Linked DNA regions of Gasterosteus aculeatus: region 2 is linked to region 1. A link is a contact called in public Hi-C data. All regions are on one chromosome and are shown on one strand. Each heading gives the region's core, a stretch centred on a gene start, on an enhancer-like site or on the middle of the called end of the contact. The rest is flanking DNA. Distances are from core to core; before and after follow the strand shown.

What was found. Hi-C and Micro-C count contacts between places; a contact is called where the count stands out from the background.
Region 2: a Hi-C map of skeletal muscle shows a contact between it and region 1, with 6 times the contacts expected there. The contact joins the enhancer-like site here to the promoter of mdfi in region 1. A contact is called at or near these places in 5 of 6 Hi-C or Micro-C datasets (liver, skeletal muscle, tail fin and 1 more).

Annotation. Positions count from the first base shown.
Region 1 is chr17:12,152,186-12,158,064 of fGasAcu3.hap1.1, reverse strand. It overlaps mdfi (MyoD family inhibitor), which reads right to left and starts at 2,726. Exons shown (of 5, transcript XM_040204596.2): 1 at 2,102-2,726; 2 at 739-940. The coding sequence starts at 889.
Region 2 is chr17:12,189,831-12,195,709 of fGasAcu3.hap1.1, reverse strand. No RefSeq gene overlaps it. Among protein-coding and RNA genes, the nearest start is that of mdfi, 37 kb to the right of the region's middle. Within about 2 kb of position 2,574, at least 2 of the 9 cell types and tissues checked have open chromatin away from gene starts, as enhancers often do.

The DNA.
Region 1 (5,879 bases), core at 1,477-3,976:
AGATCTGCACTTGGGTCTGCGGTCAATGCTGTCCGGACTGGTTTTAGTTCCTTTACTAAATGTTCAGGCAACTGCACTCATTTTGGCTGATCCTGGATGAGTCATTCAGGCATAATACTGCCTTGAGTCGGTTAATGTTCCCTGATTCCCACCTCAGTGCCAGTCAACCCTTCCCATGACCAATAACACAAAGGGGAAGGGTCATTTCTCAATTCCCAGCAGTCTCATTGTGGTCGCTCCACAGCGCTGCATTGGTCCTGACCCCTTAAATCATCCAAGTGGGAGTCACTGGAACTCTGATTCTGAGTCTGCCATTAGCGTTTAGTAATTACCTGTGAGTAAAGTTTTAAACATAACAATGACTCAAGACTATTCCGTTTAGGAAAACTAACATCAACCTTTCACAAAGGTGAATGAACTTTTCTCTTCTTTTGGGTGGTTAAAAGGTCTCCCACAGCTTGAAAAGAAAGGAAAATATGTTGCCTCCAGCTGTATACTCACTCACGTATTGGCTAAAACTAGAATAAGGTTTACGTAAGAGGCCCCTTTTTCTGAATAAATCAGCTAGCTTCTATTTTTTTCTATTCTATTCTTTTATAATAAACTCTTGATAAGAACTTTCTGTCTAACTTTTTAGAGGCAATCACGCTTACACACAGACACACCAATAAAACAAAGGAGGTTTAATGAGTTGTAAGAGCAGTTTGAGTGGGTCTGTTTTTGCAAACTCTTTCTTACCTGGACTGGGACAGGGCTTTTGGCTCGGGGGTTCGTTTGATCTCACGTCTGTTAAGGTTGCGTGTGTTTCAGGTTGTGGGGCGGATGGACTGGGGTCCCCCTCATCAGGTGGCTGTGGGGAGATGGCAGGGGCAGTCCTCTCCTCATCCATGGGCGTAGGCCTGGCTCTTATGGCAGGAGGTGGAGGGGCCAAGGAGTGAGCCTGAAGCAGAGAGTGGACATAGCCGAAAATATTATTACATTGATGTCATCGTGGGTCATGTGAAACGCTTCATATTATCTTCTTATTATTCTTATAAGCACAACTTGAACCAGCATGAATCACGTCTAGCTGTCAATTCACTAAAGAAAGATGCTTTCCTAAAACAGTGGTATAACAATGGATGTGCCTGATCATAATCTACTTTTAATCCACACGGTTTAAACTCTTTGAACGTATGTTGTATTTGTAGTTGCAAATCACTACTAAATTAAAATGAAAACACACAGTATTGTTGATATTCAACAAGTAAAAAAAACTCCCAATCAAGAGTTGACTTTTTATTTTCCAAGATGGACATTCAAGTGGAATACTAAACATTCCTCAAGTATTTAGATGATGATGATGATGATGATAATTAAAGTGTAAGCATGAATCTAATGCTTAAATTATAACAAAATGTTATTTTGTGTGAATCTTTTTGGCCCCAGACTGAGTTCTTACTAAATGGTTGCTAAGCGACATTTAGACTTACGTCCCCGTAATGAGGTCACGTGGGTTCCATCTGGAGACGTGCAGGCGGAAGCGAGCACGCGGGCACGTTCTCTTCTCATTAACACGGAACTAATTGAGTGTGTCACGTGCCAAAGTGTGTTTGGCGCGCGCCATCAATGCCAGAGTCTCAGCTGGACAGCTGTTTGCGCGCTCCCGTTGCTTCGTTCCGTACTCGCTGCCCCCCAAATAATTGACATATTGAGTTGAGTTTTTGCTTGATGCGAAGTTGAACGATTTCATAAAAATCGATTCACATAATAAAATAACTATAGTGGGCGTAGTGTTAATCTTTGAAAAGGTAAACGGTGCATATTTAGGGGAAAGAAAAAATAGACTTTGCACCGATCACATTAACAATGCCACACTTGTAGCTTGGATTTCGTGTAGACTTTTTTTATAGCAATAAGTGTCCATTTCAAGAGAAGAAAGAAAGCATAAACTTTACCGCAAGCTATTCTGTTTAACTGTATTGCACCCAGCTTTGCTTTAACGGGTCGCTGCGTGCTCAGACCCAGCTCAGCTGTGTTGCGATACTTATTCTGCCTAGATCGCGCAGAATAAATCGCGTTATTTAAAACAAACGCACAGAAACAAAGAAGAAGATCGTACCTTCTCTCTGGCTGGGAAACGGTGCAGCCGACCTTTCGGCTAATTCATTCTCTGGCCGCTGCGGGTGGACTTCTTGCCCCCGGAGACCCTTTCTGTCCTCTATCCCTCCACTATCGACACCTCACACGAGCACCTAATCTCTTTTCGGCTCATGGGGGTGCCCAAAAACGCCCAATTCAATGCATATTTGTCCTGCGAAGATAGTTCTCTCTCCGCCTCCAAAAGTTTCTCTGTGCGGATCGTCCTCCAGCAGACCAGATGTTGGGTAAGTTAGTGTGTCTCTGCAGGCAGCTCGCTGACTAAGTCTTTGTCTGCGCTGCAGGGCTTCTCCACTTCCCTTTGTTTTTCTGCGAACAAAGTCTTAAAGGCTACACCACCGTCCCGAAATGCTTTTAAACCTTTATCTATCTATCCGTCCTGTACAGGCTACTCGATCTCTCCTCTCCCTTCTCTCGCGCTATACTTTCCCTCAGACTTTAGTGCTGCAGCTATTGGACAGGAAACGACAGTCAGCAGTGATTGTGTTTCCTCCAGGCTACAAACTAGTTGGGCTGAACTATACTGACATATAATTATCCCCGTTAACCCGAACCAGGCACAGCCCTGACACAGGGAAGCTTTCATTAAGAATCATGAGCCCAGGAACCACATGTTTTGTCCCTGATAATAGAGAAGAGAACAATGGAACAATTGTTCATATACTATGTAGCATATCTGTGGTGCTCAGTTATAGAAACAATTTCACACAGGGCTGCAAATGTTTCCCCGTTGTCCTAAACTGTATTCACAGAGGGAGGCCTTAATCCCCACTGGCGTAAATACCATAAGTAACCAAAGCGGTTGTTCTGTGGATGTGATATAGTCAAAATAGCCAGTATAACTTTCTCATTAGTCAACCATGCATCTTCAGTACTACTGAAAAAAAGTATTCCAAGAATGAAAACTCTAGCTCTTCCTAAATGCACCACCTAAATCTTTGAGTTTAGCGGCACACAAGGGAGTCAAACATTTCACCAAGGCCTGTGACGTCGGCTTAACCTCCAGATGTTCTCTCTGCTATGAGGTCTGGGCCGAACACAAGTCAGCAGCCACCTTGGTCAAGTTGGACTACCTCCACTGGCAGAAGGCCTGTCTTACCATGGCCACCTGGTGGCTATTTCAAAGCACCAACCAGAGAAACATTATATTCAGTTTGCATAGAGTAATCATTGCATTCTCTATTTAATTACCTGGAGATCATGAAGCTCTGAAGTCATATAACAACTAGCAATCTTCCAGCCACGAAACCGCTGTTGGTTCCCCATTTGTAACAAGAAGTCAACGTCAAGTTATTTGTCATGCAATGAATACACAAACAGGTAACAGGTAAAAGGTAGGTATTTTTATCTCCTACATGAACATTATGACTTCAGGTGTTTGCAGGGGAAAAGGGTTCATATGCTTTTTGACAGCCGATGCTGTTTCTTTTTAATTATCCCGACTTTAAAGAAACTGGGAAAACACTTACCTTGCACAGGTTTTTGTGACTCACTGTGGGAATATTTTCTTCTTTCATTCTGGTGCTCACAAGTGCTTTTAATGTCTCAGTACAAGCCCAAACAAGGTCATGATTCATCCTCATTTTAGTAATTATGCATTCAACAGCGATTCCAAAAGAAACTGCAAAGCACATTCCCACCTTGTATCCTATTTGCCATTGAAATCAGTCAGATGTTTTCAGAAAATGGTAACTTTTATGTCAAAAGTTACTGAAACCAAAGTCGCATCATTCACTGAAAACATCCTTGTTTCCAGAGGTTTGTGTATAAAAATACCCGGTATTCATGTTTTAAGAGGCTTGGTACCACTTTTCAACCCATAACATAAATTTCAACTCTATCACATACACGAAAAACACTCCATGCTATGTCATTTTCTAATTTAGTGTAAGTCAATGGGCGAAAATAATGATCACAATGAGCCTATTTGTCTAATTTTTAAAACATATTTATATTTTAATATTTTTTCTCTTTTCTAACTTTATAGAGGTTAATATTGACAATAGTCTTACGTTGTTGATATGACAAACAAAAGGAATGCAGCACATGACCGACAGGCCTTGTTGGCTCATGCCATGTTGACACCTGGAGGTTGTGTCTGATGAGCGTGTTCTCTGTGAGTGATGTTTGGGGGGCGTGACACGGACATGAGATAATTCACACCAGCAAATCATCTGAGGCGTTTTCTGAGACAGGCTTCCTTTTTTACACACAACCGGATGACGCTGTGTTCAATTTATGTGAACAATGACTCATCTGAAACAGACAGGCCAATGAATAGTGGTCTGATTCATGCTCTGTGGGGGCTCAGTGTCTGTCTGAGGCAATAATCAACAGCTACAGAGATCACAGTTCCAGAAGGATTGTTTATTGTCGGTCTGTCATTTTGTTTGTCAGAGAAATCCAGACATACTGTGCTTTACCGGGACAGTATTACAAACTCCCTTTATGATCAATACATTTTTGTTAGACATGTATGTATGAAGTATGAATTATAAATTTCCCCCATCCCATAGACGATTTTAACAAAGTATACCATACCAACCAATGGCAGCATTTTAAAGTCTCTTTGAGTCAATTCTTGTCAAAATATTTCAAATAGTTGCCATTTTCATCTACTCCAGGTTTACATTTTAAAAGGAGAGAAAATGATATCAAATTCAAATCCAGCCTTATTTGAACTACTTCACAAGACCTCATCATGATTAATGTGTTAATAATGGGAATTCTCGTCTTTAATCTGATATTGTCACATGATCTAGAAAGGATGCAGTACAGTTATTATGTTATTAAAAAAGAAGCCCAGTGTGGATAAAACAAATACTGTATAACGGTTCAAAAAACCTGAAGACTGTAGATTACATTGGCTACTACTTCTTCTTCTGTGGTTGTATGAGATTGAGTCGCTCCATCTATTTCACCTATAATCAAAATGTAGTTCATGGTTATTTATACACTTTAAAGGAAAAATCAAACATAATTTGCTTTCATACAGAATTTGTTGAGAAGGTTGCTATAGGCTGCACAGTAAATATTAAACACCTTGGCTTGGCTTTATCAAAAGGGAACAAAATTCCACCTACCAGCACCTGTAGAGTGAGATGTTATGTCTCATTTGTTGAATCCATATTAAATTACTATTCAGTGTTTCAACAAGGTGGTTATATAAGAAAGTAGCTGTTAGCTGAAATTAAAAAAATGGAGTGCGGTCAAATTTAGGCATGATTAAGGGCATGGTCGCTTTGCGTGACAGGTCAGAGCCCTAACAGGTCGTCAGCTGCCAGTTTGCTCAACTGTGTCATTATGCAAACCGGCCTGCACACCTCAATATTTTTTGTAGCCGGGAGATATGTTTGGTCGTCACTGCAAACATGGTGAAGGCCGGACCCACCCACTTCAGACTTCCAAAAACCAACGGGTGACTTTACGGCGTCCATGTTTTATACAGTCTATGTACAAGGCATGACAGTTATTTTCTTCATTCCATCTAACTCTTGGCTAGTAAGCAAATGTTGAAATAGTGTTTTGAGTGATATGGTAGAAACAGGGACACTATTAAGAAATGGTTACCTCCTCTAGCTCGCCACTGCTCCAGGACTTGTGCCCAGACTGCATGCAATGCCACATCAAGAGCCCATACCCAGCATCAGATCTGCAGACAGGCAGGGTGGGAGAGACAAACAGAGGAAATGCAGAGATTGTGAAAGGTGAAAGGGTGACAGCCCGGACAGGGGGGGGGA
Region 2 (5,879 bases), core at 1,325-3,824, 38 kb before region 1:
GATTGGAGGTTAGCATGTAATTTCCATGAAGATAATTTGCATAAGGCAGCAATGGCCCTTGCCTTCAAAAGTATTTTACAGATTCTATACGTTGAAACACACATTTCATCTTTCTTCTATTTCTTCTTCATCTTCTTATCCATTGCTCCTGAATGCAGAGTGAACAGCACAAGACAGAGCCTTGTATGTGCCTTGTATGTCTACACTTTCATAAATATAATAAATCCAGTAATTGTATCTTATCTATTGATTCAAGGCCATAGCAATCCCATATAATTAAATCATTGTTTAACATATTTTCAGCCAAATGAAAACATCTTACAATTTCTTAAATGTTCGTATGGACAAAATTATTTTGAAAATGCATGGCTCTCTTGGCAAGTACAATACATTCATATTTTTTGTTCACTAAATAAGCAGGAAGAATAAGAACATTTGGAACAGAGGGATGTAAAACAATCAATGGAGATGTGATGAATGTTAAACAAAAAACATTGTTTAAGATCCAGAACCAGATTTAAAAGTTTTTTTCTTTGACAGCCTTTTGAAAGTGGTGTTGTATATTTTTACAAAGAAAAAGATACGGTTGTGTGTATGTCTGTGTGGTATGAGAGAGCAAGAGATGAAAGAGACAAAGAAATATCATTTTGAATTTAAAAAAAACGCTGAATGTGATTCTTACTCCCACTAATCAAAGCAAAGCATTACATTTCACTTTTAAAGATTATAAGAATTAATAATGTATTGTCTGTATATGCATTAGTCCATATGTGCATTAGTTTGGAGTTTGTTAAATTAGAACGCCGTTTCCCCTCATGTACTTACATGGTCTCCACCAAAGGAGAGTATGAAAGTACGAACGAAAGATATTGCTTTTCCCTGCGCTGCTGCTGCCCCCGCCCCCCAAACACACACACACAAACACAGACATGCAGACGCATACTTATTCACTCACTCGCTTAGTTTCTCCCTCTGTTTCATTCTCTTCCCTTTTTTACTCTTGCTCTCTCCGTCTCATTGCCCCATAACCACAGAGAGATGAGTTCAAGCCACCATTAAAGCGTTAAAAATTTAAATATATAAAAAAAAAAATCTTAACGCTCTTTTTAATTAAAAAGGATCCTAATAATCCACATCATATTATACGTCGCAGATTCATCGGTCAATTTAATAACAGTGAGGCTTTTGGATCTTAATATCTCTGCTACCAGGTTTCCTTCATAACTGAGAGCCCGTGTTAATTACAGCAAAGCCTAATGGTGGGGAATATTCAGGGCCTCTCCATGTTTTGATAAATGGCTTTCCACTAAGATTTATTCCTAATTATCTCATTTGTCTTTCTCCATTACTTTTTATAGCTTAAATTTATGAAGTCATTAAGACGTTAGTGGGCCTGATAATGATTAGGAGAAGGAATTGTATGAAAGTGAATTATATGAAAATGATTATGGCTAAAGGAGTGTTTAAAATGAGCGCTGCGAAAGCCTGGATGTGTGTGTGCGTATGTGTATGAGGGCTTTGTTTGAAGGTGGTGGTACACCAGTGGAAATATGATGAAACATCTTTGTCCCTCTCTTCATCCCTCTGTGTCTCTCATTCCTGCTGGCCCCCATCGGCTCATATCTCTGCTCCATCTATCTGTCTGGTCTGACTCTGTAACACACTGCAATGTTCTCTCCAAGTAATGAGAGATGATCTTTCTCCATCTTTAACACACTCCTACACGTAGATGAAGCTTTTCTTCCACTGCATTTGGCTTTTGTTTAATTTAATTTTCCATGGAAGATAATGAAACATATAAATACAGAGGCTCAGTTGTGCATTTGGGCTTTGACAGGATGACCATTTTATGGTGTGAGAGCTCCTTGGCACTGTTATTGCAGTCTAATCTGTTTGATAAAGGCTTTTAGCTTCCGCGTTCCTTCTCTCTGCCACCACAGACTGCTTAGGCTAAAATTGCTAAATACATGGGTATTTGTGATCAATTATTTTATAACTTTACCGACACCTTTGGAAGACATGCTGTCTTCCTGTCTTGTCATTTGGACCCTTCCTTGTCTCCCGGCAGCGTACTTCCCACTCTCCTGCAGCTCTTCTACTCTTTTCTTCACCCTGGCAGACGGTATAACAGAGACAAGAGGCAGTGCAAGCCCCTGCTTAATGAATTAATTATTTGATTATTTAATCACTCAGATGAAAAGCGTCTTTAACATTGGTGGTAATTAGCAAACATCTGGGCCAGTGAGCGTGACAGCCACAGAGAAACAGAGAGAACGAAAGCAACACACACACTCTCTCTTTCACTATCTTTGGTGTCATAATATACATCTTTTTGCTGTGCTACTCCCCGTCAGAATTTAGCCATTGAAAGTGTGAAAGGTGACCTGTTTTATAATTTTAGTTCATGTCTTTCCCTTTAATCTTTTTCTTTTTTTGTTACTGTCCTACATTTTGTCTGCCAAAACAAAGAGGTTAAGTTGAATTCCTTTAATTTACTTCAGTGCCTCTATTAATATGTTTCTCTCACCCCCATGCAGTGCTGCATCTTGCCATTGGGAGGAGCAATGTCTTTCCATTCGACCCATTAAGACTGACTCCTTCATTTCACTTCTTAATAGAGTTGCCACACAGCTGTCCACAACACCATTGCTGATGGTGTGTTTGAGATAAAAACAGCAACAATTTAGTCTTTCCATCTATTGAAATTCGGCAACAATAACCATTGAACCGCCCCTGCTGCCTATTATAATCTATTAAGACAAGTGTTACATTATATCCTACATAGATTTACATCTTTGGGATTCATAAAGCAAACACAAAGGCTGTGTTCCTATATTGTTCTTTCTTCATTTCAATCTTCTGTGTGTTTAGGAAGAGGGAGGCAGAAGGAGAGAAAGTGAATGATTAAGTGAAAGACAGCAGACAGTGAAGGAGGGACGGAAGGGTAGAAAGATATTTGTGACTCTCTAGCTTGATTAAGACCACTTCAGTCTGGGTGGTTTAGCTTCACACCAGCGGCAGTCGCCCTCAATGGAAGAGGGAGGACTAGAGGTGTGTGTGTGTGTGTGTGTGTGTGTGTGTGTGTGTGTGTGTGTGTGTGTGTGTGTGTGTGTGTGTGTGTGTGTGTGTGTGTGTGTGTGTGTGTGTGTGTGTGTGTGTGTGTGTGCGTGTGACAGCAAGAGTGTATATGTGTGTGTGAAGAGGTGGAGGAGGGTAGAAGGAGGGATTCCTTTAATTGCAATCATTCTGGCAGCACTGCAGGGATCTACATGCCATGCATACAATTCGAGGAGGAGATACATCAAGCTTCTGGTCCTTCTTTACTTCCTTGATACCACAACGGTATACTCCACAAAACCCAAATTAAAACATGCACATATTTAAAATGTACTTCTAAACAAGCATGTTTCTTAATGCATAGTATTTGTTGGAGATCTTTGACTGAGAAGACTGAGCTGTAGATCGATCATATCTGTATATATTGTGCATCGGCGCACTGTTGTCAGTAGCGTCTGGAATTATGTGCGTGTATGTGTGTGATTGTACATAGGCTTCCCGTGTGCGGCCGAGGTTAATTGAGACACACAGCTCATCTCTGCCCTGACGAGGGTCAGAGCACAGAGGCAGATCTGCATCCCATTAATCTAACCCCAATTTATGCTGCCACACACTGTCAGTCGCAACCCTGCCCCCCAATTACACACACACGCACACACACACTTATACACTCACACCCACCCATTAATTTGGCCCCAATTTGTGTTGTCTTCAGCTGCTGTGATGCATGGCACAGACTCTTGGATTCACAATTACAAATGCATACAGAGCTCATACCAAACACTGGTGCTTGCTCACACACACTCACAAAGGCAGATGTCAAATGTCGTTCACTTTTGATATTGACTGTTTTTATCTCCTTAGGTGAAGTGAAAAATCAATTCAAGTACTAAGGAAGGGAAAATGCCCAAATATCTACCTTGCTAGCACACACTTTTTTATACACACACACACCTCACATAAATGTGGCCTATTATTCCTGCATAAGTTCCCGGCAGAACACTGGCCTGACAGAAGCTAAACCCTGCAGCACCCAGAGAAGGAAAGCCAAATTAACCAGCCTCACTCTAACACTGAGGGACCATTAAAGTCGAAACGCCTGATCTCCCTGGCCGGTTTTTCCTCTCCATCCTCTCCCTCGTTCCCCTCTCGTTTTCTCACTCTCCAGCTGGAAAGGTTAACCGTGAGAGGCTCTCAGAGACACTCCAGCAGACGTACAAGTGATCTTTCCTTTAATTGGCTTTTCCTCTCCCCTTCTCCTTCTCTCTTTTCCCTAACAGGTCAGCACTGTCCACTGCAGGGCCCAACAGAGGAAACTCACACATATGCACACTCAAAAGGACACACAGGCAGCCAGGCTTAACTGAGGACATGATGCATTGTTCAAGGAGTGTGTGTGTGTGTTTCTGTCCACCTTTAAATATCTCCATCCAACCAGTAAATTTGCCATCAGTGGTATAGGAGTAGCTGTGCTCTCTAATAGAGCTATTTGGCTCTGGGGTCTCCATGATGTCCTCGTCCATGAAGCAGCTGACATCTTAGCTCTGCTCCTTGCTGTCACACAGAGAGGGCACAAAGAAAATTCATAAGAAGAATACTGACAGGTGTGGTGCCATTATCAGCCATAGCATGGTCGTCTGTTAAAAAAAAAGATTTAGATGTTAGATTTACATGATTCTTTTGGAGTATAGGATTTTGAAAATCAAAATTCAGATACTAGAAGTGTATATATTCTCACCCCATTATTAATATTTTTTCCGAACTGTATCTGAAGCCAAGTGGAACTCCTTCCACTGGAAATCAGATCCTTTAACATCACATCTGGAAAAAATACTTAATTGTGTTCCTCTAAACTCAACCTGGCAGCTAGCAGATCTAGATAGGAGAAAGAGAATCACAGTGTGAAATGAGCTGCACGCTACACTGACTTACCCGTGGTAGCCTAGAAAGAGAGATAGATGACTAGACAAGACTGTTCAGGCGGTTGCACCCAAGATTCGGTTACGCCAACTATTCTGCTTCATCTCAATCCACGCAGCGGCCCTCGCCACAGCCATTATCCACAGGGTGCAGTGTGTGAGAGGACATCATTACCAGCTGTCTGCAGAGCTGCCTCCTACCCCTATCTCAACTGACACCACCCAATCTAACGGTCCCGTCCGAGGAGAACTGGTGCAAGGCCGGCAACTGAGAGCAGCCTCATTCCCACCTGTCACAGAAACAGATAAGACATGGAGATAGCTGCAGCCTGCTGGTGGCGTTCTGGCCTCTGTTAGGCTGATAATGGAGTGGGGCTCGTGACTCATCAAGTCAGAAGTTCAGATGCTCAGTCTCCGTCTCAGACACAAGACGTTCTGAGATACATTTAATCACAGTAGGTCTGAAACAGAGCCACTCTGGAATGCTGTAGCAGATTAGATCAGCCTGAAGCCAGTAAATGTTAAAACACATTTATGAGGACGATGAAATCCCCCAAAAATACAAACCTCCCCCTTTCTCCTTGCACTGCCTAGCTGTGTTGATAGTTTTAGTCGTGCAAAGTACAAGAACTTCAGAGCATGCAAATATTTGCAAATTAGCACTAAAAGCAAAGTAAAGCTGAGGCTGACAGCTATGTCAATAGTTGTATGTCTTACACCCTGTAAAAAATATTCAAATTTGGCTTGATGATGATTCTAAATTAAACGTTAAGTGATCATCAACAAGTATGTTTCATCATGAAGGGAACATAAATGTGTGCACAATGTTCAATGGATGGGAAACCACAAATGTTAACCTTATGGCAGCATCAAGTCAGGCAATCTACAATATCATTAAGACAG